2 separate regions of the Arachis hypogaea genome follow, and region 2 is linked to region 1. A link is a contact called in public Hi-C data. All regions are on one chromosome and are shown on one strand. The core of a region is the stretch at or near the end of the contact, and the rest is flanking DNA. Distances in the headings are between cores, read along the strand shown.

Evidence for each region. A called contact is a pair of places that touch in the nucleus more often than the background predicts.
Region 2: a Hi-C map of leaf shows a contact between it and region 1, with 1.7 times the contacts expected there. The contact joins the promoter of LOC112722277 here to the promoter of LOC112722276 in region 1. A contact is called at or near these places in 2 of 8 Hi-C or Micro-C datasets (both in leaf).

Annotation. Positions count from the first base shown.
Region 1 is chr11:85,205,742-85,212,300 of arahy.Tifrunner.gnm2.J5K5, forward strand. LOC112722276 (PGR5-like protein 1A, chloroplastic) reads right to left here and starts at 3,021. Exons shown (of 12, transcript XR_011867624.1): 1 at 2,466-3,021; 2 at 2,221-2,342; 3 at 1,807-1,903; 4 at 1,611-1,711; 5 at 805-861; 6 at 621-697; 7 at 470-521; 8 at 275-385; 9 at 80-177.
Region 2 is chr11:85,559,049-85,565,257 of arahy.Tifrunner.gnm2.J5K5, forward strand. LOC112722277 (F-box protein PP2-A12) reads right to left here and starts at 2,661. Exons shown (of 3, transcript XM_025773265.3): 1 at 2,079-2,661; 2 at 1,399-1,517. The coding sequence starts at 2,396.

The sequences.
Region 1 (6,559 bases), core at 1,771-4,270:
AATGAATTTGATGTTAGTAAGGTGAATGATATGAAGCAACAACAATGATTTGAGAATGCTAGAGTAGATGCATAGTTACTCAGAGCATTTGACATTGTTGACTTTTCCTCCACTTGAAACTGATAGTATAGTCCCAAAAAAGGAGGTGTTTTCAGCACCACAGTTTGGGCAAGGTCCCTGAAAAGTTAGCACATATAGAACTTGAATATAGCTTATATCGTCGGCACGTGTGAAACCACATGCTCCGTGAGAGAGAGTTTTCGTAAACTTGTACCTTCAGAATCAAGAAATCTTTGACAATAGCACTTGTTAGTGACTGAGCTAGCCACACAAGAAGGGGAACAGCAGCAAACCAAGTGAAAATGAAACTGAAAGGCTCTGGCAGCTGCGCAAACAAACAATTCGAACATGAGGAAGGACCAAAAAGAATGCAAGTTCTTTCAAATTCTATGACTCTCTCTAAGTATACCTCTAGGAGATATGTGATCTCAAATCCAGTCAAATCATCAAGGAAGAAGAACCTAAAAGAGAAATTGTTATTGTTATAACCTTAAAGGTGTAAAACAGAGATGAGAGAGTGAAAAAGAAAGAAAGAAAGAAAGAGAGGGGAAGTTCCTTACAATCCTAATGCGATCACAGTAGCAGGGACGTTCAATAGGAACATCTTTAGATAATCTACAGAGAGGTCACTGTAAACCTATAAACACCACACCATACCATATTATAAGGAAGATAGAACCAACAACGGAATTGGAAATGTGTTAATTACACATTGCAAAGATCATACAACAGATTAACTCACACCTTTCTACTACGAAGACTGCATCTTGGACCCTCAACCACGATGTCACTCCCTTCCATCTAGAAAACAACAATCAAATCAGAAAATCATACTCGATACAAAGTAGAGGATTTCAACTATTCCAACTACAAGAATTGCTATTTCATAACTGCAAGCATTTCAAAATGTAACTGGAACACATTGAATAGCTAAATTGCAGATTAACCCTTAAAAAATTTCATATTGAAACCATAGTTCTCAACAAATTTTAATTCTCTAAAAATTCTTAAAACTTATTTAAGTTGGACATATTAGTCCGTGCGTCATTTGGAAGGATACTGACTAACTTGTCTTAGAGAATATTATTTTGAGTACTTAATTGTTTTATAATAAAATTTGTTAAAGATTTATTTGTCTAAAATGCATATTAAAAAACATTGATTGAAACCGACAAAAAAACCAATTTGTTTGGCGAAAATAAATTTTGAAAATTTTTAAAGAATAAAATTTTATTGAGAACTAAAGTGTCTTATCTAAAATTTTTTTGAGATCAATTTGGTCATTCACTCCTAATTTTTCTTCAATTATTATTATTTAGATGAAGAAAAGTCTTGGAACAAATGGTTTATTTGTGATCTCAAGGTCGTAGGTTCAAGTTATGATATCAATTGTTAAGATTAGGTGCTCTGTATTACGCTCTCTCGACGTGACCTTTTTCTAAACCCTGTGTGGCTGTGATAACACGAAATGCTTATATAGTCTGTCCTTCTATTATTAACTAGATGATCAATTTTCAAGGAATTTCCTTTATGAGATGAAAGTACCATACCTTTAGCTTCATTTTCAATTCATCATACTCTTTGTCACTCATAATTGGATTTCCCGACACATAAGCCATAGAAGCTTCCAGAAACTTTTGTTCGTCAGAACCTGTAAACAAATTAAAAGTTAATGAAGAAAGACTTGAGAAAAGATTCACTTGTTATAACAGCAGCTACTGTGTCAGCCAAAAAGTTGCTCCATACTTAGCATAACAACGCTGCTTCCTTCCCACATGAGTTCTTCCTTTAGATTATCAAATTCTTCATTTGACATAATAGCCTTCCCCTCATAATAGAATGCCTGGTCATCCATATACACAATAGCTGAGATATATTTTTTGTAAGAAAAGTAGTGTCGAAATGTAAATGCCTCTTCTCCTGTGTCTCCAATTCAATGGACAGAAAATTGTTACTTAGGAAGTATACTTATGGCGTTCCGGTACACAGGTGAAATTAGTTTGCGTGAACTTGTATGCAGTTCGTTACCTAATCTATGAATTCATGTAACTATCTTGGTTGTCTCTGTATTCTATCTTGCGATAATCAAGACGTACGGGGCCTAAGAAGGTTTTAACTTTTAAGCACAAAGCTTTTGGGGGTGAGTGTCATATGATATACCTGCAGTGCCTGAAGAAACTCTTGCTCCATTTCACCAACTGATTTCTTCTCTTTTTTATCTATGCTACAATAAGGGAGGATTTTAGAATCAACAACCTCTTTTTCGAAGTCTCCAACCTTTCCTGAAACAAGAGAAAACAACAACTAAAAAAGGGGTACGTATCTGTTGTTATAAGAAGATCTTTAATAACCAAATAAATAAATGAAGAACGATGACACATGACATTATAGTATGTCAAAGAGACCTTGTTGTTGTTGATCCGCAGTGGCCTTAGGGGATAGTAAAAATAGCCTTCGACGAAGGCATAAATGGCGGCCATTGAACTGAATCAAGTGTCCACCAGAAGGGTAAGACAAGGATGATATAGGAAGCAAAGGCGTTGGGGTAATAGTAGAAGAACTAGCTGCAGTAGTGCATGGACGAGGGTGTGTTAACGTGAAAGCTAGTTTGCTAGCCATGAATAATAATGATGATCACTGCTATATATGTTCAATTGTAATAATAATGATGATGATGGTGATGATGGTGGTGGTGACACCAATTATGGAGCTTTAATTGGGAGTGAGAAAGCTCATCAAGGTATGGTTGTTTTTTCTGTTTAGAGGTAAGATCAGAATAAACGTAACACTCTTCAGGATAAGGCAAATATGAATGTGTGGAGGGAATGAATCGCAATAGCTTATTTTTTTCTGATATTCTCCTTTTTTTTCCCCTTAATCTTAATGTGATTTTTCTTTCTCTTTTCTTGTTTTCGTTGTGGACAAGAGCATCATCAATTTATCAAATCATTTACTTTGTTTCCTTTCGCATTTGTTTCTTACGTGTTTGTGAACGTGGAATGTGTTGGTAATAAAAATCTGGTCTTTCATCCAATGTGGCCACTACTGGGTTGTGTTGCGTTTGATTTTGGTTTAACGTTAGCCATGGGTTTTTGGCCACGTATGCAAAACGTTGGTCCCATGGAAAAAAAACTTCTCATTATTCCACTATTAAGTCTTTATCTTTTTAGTTTTTACAATATATGGTAATTTTTTAAAAAACTAAAGAATTTCTAATTTCAGTTTAATCTTTTATATATATATATATATATAAAGAGAATACATAAAGAAAGGTGTCCAATTTTCGTATTTTTATTTTAACCTTATTAATAAACACCGATCAACGTAAATGCAATTTAAAAATTAATATAAAATATAATTATTATTAACTTTCCTTCATTCACATTGTGGTTATTTTTTTATTTTACGCATAACTTTCGGTCATGATTTTTTCTTCTTCTTCATTCACAATCATATTAATCTCATAGTAATTAACACATAGTTATTCATTGCATTATCATTTATATTATTTTTTTTATTTTCTTCTATTTTTTGGGTTATCTAAGTTTTATTTTTTATTTTTTTAAACATGAATACGAAACCTGCTCAATATTAAAAGAGAAAGTCTATGCCTGTTATTTAAGGTAGTCATAAAATTTTAAAGTATGTTCAGTTTGAATGGTATCAATAATCTGAGAGAATGGATTTAAACTTAACTATTTAAGAGCATTGGGTATATATTTATTGAATTTTTTAAAAAAAAATTGTTTATTTATATGTCATCTTTTATTTTTGTGGTAGTGGACAGTAGTAGTACTCACATCACAATTTCAAAATTTATTTTATATTTATGTCAATTTATAAAGTATTTTACAAAAAATCATGTTTAAGTAAATTTTTTATTTTATAATTATTTTATATTTTGTAATTTAAAATTTTGTATTTTTATTTTTATTCAAGAATTATTTTTGTATTTTACTTTAATTCTGTTAGTCTAAAAGTACTAATATTAATTTTAATTTTTTAATTTTTAGAATAAACAAAAAGATGTGAATTTTCTTTTATAAATTAGATGATTCAAAAGCTACTCATTATAAAACAAGTTAAGTTTAATTCTTGACATGTTAAATAAAAGATAGAACACATATCACATAAAAAAATATAAAGATGGTAAAAAATATAAAGACATTGATATAAAGATGGTGAAGAATGTAAAGACATTGATAAAAAGCTCTAAAAGCTCTAGGTTGTTGTTGACGTCTTCTGACGGTCCTTTCAATCTCAGGATCAAAATCAAGAAGAGGATTCTTGTCTCTGTTCCTACTCATAAACAAATGGAAGACGAGAAAAAGTGGAAATCTCTACGTCAGAGTGAAGAGAATTTCCAGTGAGGTAATCTAAGTAACCAAAATAAAATAAAATAAAATAAATAGAATAATTTTTCAAAAAATTAATAAGGAAAAAGGGGAAAAATTTTGAAAATAATAAGGTAAAAATAGGAAATTAAATTGAATAAAACAAAAGAAAAATATTAAGCAAATTTTCAAAAAATAAAGGATAAAAAGTAAACACAATTAAAGCAAAGAACGTCTAATCTAAGCAATCAAACAATGGGTAGTTATCAATCACAGTCAATCTCCAACAATGGCGCCAAAAATTTGGTCCAGATTTTATAAATCACAAACTAACCGGCAAGTGTATCGGGTCATATTAAGTAATACCTCAAGTGAGTGAGAGTCGATCCCACGAGAATTGATGGATCAAGTAACAATGGTTGAGTGATTTACTTAGTCAGACAAGCAAAAAGGAGTATTTTTGAGTTCAAATTGCATTAAACAGTAATTCAGAAGAGTTAAAAAAGTAAACAGTAAATTGGTTGTGAGAATTATATGAGAAAACAGTTAAGGTTTTGGAGATGTTTAAATTTCAGGATTAACAATTCTTATTAACCACTTTGATTATGCAAAGGTTCAATTCATAGCAAAATTTAAATGATTAGATTCCAATTTCTTGGTAATTTAATCCTCTTCTAATTCAATCAACTGCCAATTCCTTGGTCACTTAATCTAATTAGAGAGTTTAAGTTCAAATCCTAGTTTATATGCCACACAAAAACCCTAATAATCCAAAGACAATATGATTATATGTCACGTATCACATTAAATCCAGATAGTTAGAGAGTTATGAGAATTCAGTTTCAAGTTGTTATTCAGGTGAGATAGCTTTTCCAAGATCCAACAAGAATTCAAGTTAGAAAAGAGTTATTTTCCAATATACTCTAATCTGTAGGATGAAAAATGAAACTGATTCTTGAATGTCAATCAATGCATAAATCAGAACTAGAAAATAATAGTTATTAATCTATCCAAATAAATAGAGCTCCTAACCTTAACAATGGAGGTTTAGTTGCTCATGATGCGAAAAAATCCTAACAGAAAAAAGTGTAAAGTGCGGAAGATGAGAAGAAGGAAAAAAAGAGAGAAGCCCTAGGCCAAGATATCTTCTCGTTTAGATCTAATCTTAATTAATGTAAAATATATTTTTTAAAATATAAAAATATATTTTCTAAATTCAAAACTAAATAAAAATCAAATTAAATCCTAAAGATTTGGTGCAAATTCACGTGGAAGCCCTTCGTTTTCAGCATGCTGGCGCCAAACTTGAGATTGGTGGCGTTTGACGCCATGTATGCAGCAAATACGCACGCATTCCCAGGCACAACTAGAAAATGACTTATTACAGAGAGATTTACATTACAGATTTGGTCTATATTACAGATAGATTTTTGGTTACCGACGAAATTACTGACGGATTTTGTCCCTCTGTAAAAGCCTCGTTGGAAATTATTTACCGACGGATTTTTTCGTCGGTAAATTACCGACAGATTTTTACCAGTTACCGACAGATTTTCCCTTTGTAAATTTTCCCCTCCATTTCCCCGGAGCGTCAAACTTTTCGACGGATTTTCCGTTTGTAACTAGAGACAGATTTTCCGATGGATTTTTTGTCAGTAATTAAAGACAGATTTTTCGACAGATTTTTCGTCAGTAATTAGAGATAGATTTTCTGACGGATTTTCCATCTGTTATTGGAGCCTTGGAAAACCATTCCAAACTCTGAATACAGATAGAAAATCCGTCTGTAAATCCGTCAGTAAGGTAAAATAGATTTTTTTTAGATTTTTCCATTGCAAAATAAACCTGTTTTCATACAAAATAAATATAAATTTAATAAATACAAATTTTTTATCTAATTTGTATTCGAATATTTATAATATTTCAAAAAATAAACAAATTCATCGTATTATCAAACTAAAAGAAAAGTACTATAACCAAGCAAGTCAATATAATTCAAAACATAAACAAAGTGTATTGATACATCAACTATAATAATAAGTAACAACCATACATGCCAATGAGTTATAGCTCAAATGGCATAGTCTCCCCATACTCAATTAAGAGGTTGTGGGTTCGAGTCTTCTATCTTTGGTAAAAAAAAGAAAAGAAAAAAAGTAACAACC
Region 2 (6,209 bases), core at 1,411-3,910, 350 kb after region 1:
GAAAGACCATTGTTGGAAATGATATTGCAGGAAAAGCAAATAATTGCAGTACGAAGACCTTTTAAAGGGAAAAAATAGCATAGAACAAGAAATGAAATAAGATAACATTAATGTTGATGATATTTGTATTGGTGATGATGACAATGAAGGATATAACGATGGTGATAAAGTATGGTTACACAATAGAAATAATAGAGATAGCAGTGATAATGATGAGAATAAATTGGTTATATTGTTAAAAAAAACTTTGTGAAGGTTTAAAACCCCCACGAATTACAAATAATCCTCCCACAAAATTAATTTTCGTTACTATTTAATAGATTTTTTAATAGAATGGTCGTATTGTCCTAAAATGAAAAGGTTGAGGACTGAAGTGTCTCTTTTTTTTTTGGACAAGGGGCGTCTTGTCCTTCGTGAAAATAGACAGGGGCCGGATTGGGTCTTTACTCTAAATAATAGCATTACATATAAAAGTACTAATAAACTCTACTGAAAGGACAAATATAGAATATTTACATCAGCAGATTTCACTAAAGCGCTGCCTGATCTACGCAAGGCCACAAACCATGTTGCCGTGTTGTTTGGATTGCTACAAAATAAAACAAACTACTAGTTCAACCACCACCTAAAATTGCTTGGTATCAAAGCTGGGTTTTGGTTTTCCTAAGGATTGCTATGTTCTGGGTTCTGGATCCCTATTATAAGTCTTCTTGGTTTAAGTAGGGAGAACATGGGAAGGTGGAACATTCAGGACAAAGTGAAAACGACTTTCAACTGAAGTTGTCACACCAAGTATAATCGGATCTTCACCAAAATGTTTGACCTTCTTGTTGGTTCACCTTTTCAACCAAGCAAAACTTTGGATTTAAAATAAGAAGTGAAATAATCCCTCAATTCCAGTTTCTCTGTCCTCAGTCTACTATCCCACTCCCTCTTGTGTTTTGCTAAATGGTAAAAGTTCAAATTTTCTGTCAATTCAAATACATAGAAATCATCAAAAAACTCATTTCTTCTATGAGAATTTACCATTTTTTAAAACTTAAAAGCATCCTTCACTAGAAATTTATTTCTTCTATAACTTTCTTTTGTGGCCTCTTTCTTTTTCACTTTACTCCCTCGAAACACAGTGAGACATAACCTCAACACCCCTGACTTATCTATATGTAACACTAAATTTCTTTTTTAAAACAATAATAATAAAAAAAGAAGAAAAAGAATGGGAATTATAATATAAGAACCATATAACATACTCTGACGTTTTGCATCCTCTGCAACGGTTTGAAACTTGAAAGCTTTTCATAAGCCATCAACTACATAGCAAGCATAAGAAAGAGCTGTTCCCATTTGATACAAAAAATCTTTCAAGGTAAGAAGATCGATGAGTGTGAAGAAGCTTACCTAGATTCTTCAGTTGGTATATAATTCCAATATCTTCGGTCACTGATACCCGTTATTGACAGTCCTTTAGCTGCTATACACATACAAAGCTTCCCTATGTTCTTGTCCAGCCAAAGTTTCTGCTTCCATCAAGAAAAAAAAAATTATCTTCCAGCAATCCAGCGTGACGAGCATGGTAGCAAACACAAAACCTCATTTGACAAACCGAAAAAGATGCAAAACCCTCTCACTCTTAGGGATCTAAGACTTAAAAAGGAAAAAATTAAGAACTAGAATTATCTTTTTTTTATTTACTCTTCTTTTACATTAAGGAAAAAGCAACCAAATCATGATCACTTTTTATTTTCCCACGGCAGTGGATCAGTGCTACATTTAAGAATTTGCGGCTAGCCAATAAGTCGCTGGTATTCAAACCCCAACCCTTGTTTAAGCCAACTAGTGTGCTACCCACTCCACCAACCAAGTTGGTTGCAAATCATGACCATTTAACCAGTAAACCAGAGAAAGAACAACGTTTCAATATTTTTCTTGTGCTAAAGTAGTGGTTTCTACAACAAAGGAGTAAAGAAGTGATTCACCAAAATAAATAAATAAATAAATAATAACAATAACAATAATAAAGTAAAAAAGCTTTTTTGTGCAGCAAAAGAGAATAATGAAAGTGAAAGAAGGTTGATTACCTTGGTGCCTCCATCGAAGGTATTGGTTCTGCAGAGTGCAGAGTAGATGCCTCTCTTTCCATTTTCGAAATCGGTGGGTAAACCATTGAAGATTTGGCGAACAAGAACGTGGTAATTGGAAGGAAGCTTGGATTCCCAAACGAAATCGGCGGAGGAGGCAGCCCTGAAAGTGCGGGTCAAGGTGGCGAGCTTGCAAATCTGGGGAGGGTCCAGGTACTCCATGATCAGCGCCACGCAGCTCTCCGGCAACTCATCCATGCCGCACGTCGGTGACGGTGACGGTGGTGACGAGTGAGAGGAAGAGAAGCTGATTCCCATCAAAGACAGCACTAGAAGGTTCCGAAGAGAAAGAGAGGAATGAATGAGAATGAGATAGAGGAGGGAGAAGTAGGGAAGGGCTTTTATGTTATAATGAGTAATGACTATCGAGTAACGAAAGGGTGACAGCAGAGAAGAGAAGAGAGAGGGGGATGTGTGATTCGGACACAAAGCGGAACAACAACGCAAAGAGAAACGGGGAATGAGAAACAAGACAATAAGAAAAGGAAATTAGAAAGAAAATATCATGGTCACTTCCATCAACACCTGCCCCGCATCTTATCTTATATTATAGGAAGACTTTCACATATGCCATTGTACTTTACTGGCATACTAGTATTCTTTAATTTTTCACCGTGGATATAATGAATAAAATAAGTTGGTGGTGAAGATTATAAAGACATTTTTTGATGTGTATATGCGTAGATGTTGAACACCGTGAGATGAGTACCAGCCATTTTGTTAACCGAAAAATGGATTTTTTTAAAATGTGGCTTGATGCCCTTGTTGTACATTCAAAGCAGCTCATATTGTGGTGTTGTGGAAAGTTTAGTGTTGGACTTGGACCGGCTAAATATAGTGTTAGAAGTAGATGTCAATTGAGCTTGAGTTATTGGTTAATGAATTCTTTTATTTAAATAAAATAAAATAAAAATAAAAATAAAAATAAATATATAATTATACAATTTTTATAAATTAAATTTAATACATCTGTGTCTAATTTTTCTTATATAAATTGTAGCATTGAATTTTAGTATTCATTAGTAAGAGAATATTTAAATAACAATAGTATAAACAATAATTTTAAATTATTAATATTATTCATTGTTAAGAAAATATTTACTAAAGACATAAAAATAAAATAAAATAATACAGATAATGCATATTAAGATAAAATGAGTATTTTGAAGTGAAAAAAAAAATCTCTATTCAAATAAAAGAATATTTGTATACATAAATTTATTTTTGTATCCATGTGCTTTATATTCGGCTTAAATTCATATAAGTTATAAACTTGTATACTGATATTAATTTTGATATATAAAAAAAGTATGTCAAATTATTTTTAACTATATTACATAAATACAAAAATAAAAAATCAGCCACTAGTTATATAAGAATACATATTTAGTATTTATGAAAAAATTTAATTACTTGGTTATTATAACAAATTTGATTTTTTTTATGCTAAATTTAATTATTCAGAAGATAATAATTTCAGGGCAAATCACTTAAATAAGCTAAGGGGGCAAAAAATTATACAAATCCGCCAAACCAAAAATTATTTCATGAATCAACCAATACACATTTCTATATAGTTCGAATTAGGTTGTTTTGAATTTGGTTTACATGTAATTTTGTAATAAGCTAAGGGAATTTTGTAATGTTCTAATGACTTAGGTAAATACATGCATGTACACAAATTTTAAATAAAATACTCTACATAGTCAATAATAATTTAGAAATTAAAGAAAATATTTTATTTCATCCAAAATAATTAAAAAATATATTTTATTCTATACAAAATAATTTAAAAAAATAGCTTAAAAGATGTTATGAGTACTATAAAAGTTTGTAATATTCTAGTGATTTAGGTAAATACATGATAAAAATATATTTTCTTTAATTTCTAAATTATTATCGACTATGTAGAGTATTTCTTTAATGTCTTAAGTCATTACAAATTTGTATAGTACTCCTAACATCTTTTAAGCCATTTTTAAAATTATTTTGCATAGAATAAAATTATTTTTTGTGGTATAATTAAAATAAATTTATTAAAATATATTCATGAGCTATCAAGAATGGGCAGAAGAGTATTGTATAGAATTTGAGTTGCTCACCATATAATTTGAATCAGAGAGATTGAACTTCCCCATGCGTAATTCGAATCATGTAATATCTCACCATATAATTTAAAAAATTTTATTAAAAAATATTCATGAGCTATCAAGAATGAGCAGAAGAGTATTGTATAGAATTCGAATTACTCACCATATAATTCGAATAAGAGTGATTGAACTTCCCCATGCGTAATTCGAATCATGTAATATTTCACCATATAATTTAAAAAATTTATTAAAAAATATTCATGAGCTATTAAAAATGGACAAAATTCTTTAAAAAAAAAAGGACAAAAGAGTATTGTATGGAATTCGAATTGATAGCTCATTAATATTTTAAAAAAGTCTCATAATTAAATATTTTGTTATCTTTTTTTTAATGCATGAAATAAAATATATATTTTTTTAATTTTAAATTATTATTTTTTTAAATAAATTTTTTAAAAAATTATTAATTTTTTTAATAAATCAGGATGTAATTTGAATCACCCTGATTCGAATTATAGTATGCATGTAATTCGAATAAGGTTGATTTGAATTAGTGGGTGTGTGTATGTGTGTGTAATTCGAATCAATGTGATTCGAATTACATGCAAATCAAGTTCGAAACAATCTAATTCAAACTATATAGAAATGTGCATTGGTTGATTCACGAAATAATTTTTGGTTTGGCAGATTTGTGTAATTTTTTGCTTCTCTTGGCTTAATATAGTGATTTGTCCATAATTTCATTAAAAATTTGAGTAAAATAACATATATATTTATACATAAATATATATAGTAGTTGATTATTTATCTTTATAAAATATTTTTGCGTGTAATATACACAAATATATAATAATTATATTTTTGTCACATATTTTATTTTATTTGAATACAAAATAAATATAATTAACAATAACGCCTTTTTATTTTGGTCAAGTCCTCTTACTATATTTGTGTCCAATGACTTCAGCCACATCAAATTGCAAAAGGATGAGAAACGAAAAAAAAAAAAGAGAAGAAAGAAGAGGAGCAGGAGGAGGAACATACGATACAAAGATACGCATTATGTAAGTGAATCTTGTTGAATTAGAAGAGAAAGTATAGGGAGTCAATGGAAATTTTGTACAATGTGTACAATAGAGGTTTATGAAGTATTAGAGATATAACCATTAGTGTTACATTTTTCTATCAGGTTAAGCTTTTGGGATGAGTGGTTCCATTACATGGTATTAGAGCTCTAGATCCGAAAGGTTTGGACCAAAGATTTAGGTCATTGTACACATTGTATACTTAGACCATTGGCTCCCTAGCAGTACTCGAATTAGAATTAACTTGTATGCATAGTTGTAAAAATGGACCGGATCGGCCGATTCGACCAGAAAACCAGTGAATCGGACCCTATACTGATCCGGTCCGGTGTTCAAACTGTAAAAGGAATCGAACCGGTGTGAACCGGTCAAATCCAGAATGAACCAGTGTAAACCGGTTTGAATTCCTGCCCTCATGGAAATAAAAACACTCCACAACCACCAAACCACTATGTTTCCTATTAAAATATATGCAAATTATAATACATATAGATATCTTTCATCAAATAGTTTACTTTTATTTAATTTATTTTAATTTTAATTATAAATTCACTCATTCTTAAATTAATTATATTTTTATTTAACAATAATTATAAACTCACTTATTTTTTTTATAATTATATAATATCTATTAATATTATTTTTTAATAAATACTTGTAGTATAAAAGATATAAACTAATTAATAAATTATTAAAATTTTAAAATAATAGTTATTTTAATATAAAAACAAAATAAAAATATTTATGATAGAGTAAAAATAATAAAATATTTATTGTTCATGTTCCATATTGTTTTAAAATAACTTGATATTTTTAAAATGTTAGTAAAAATATGTATTTTAAATTTTAATTTTAAACTTTTGACTATTTTTTTTTTATTTTTTATTTACATAGGA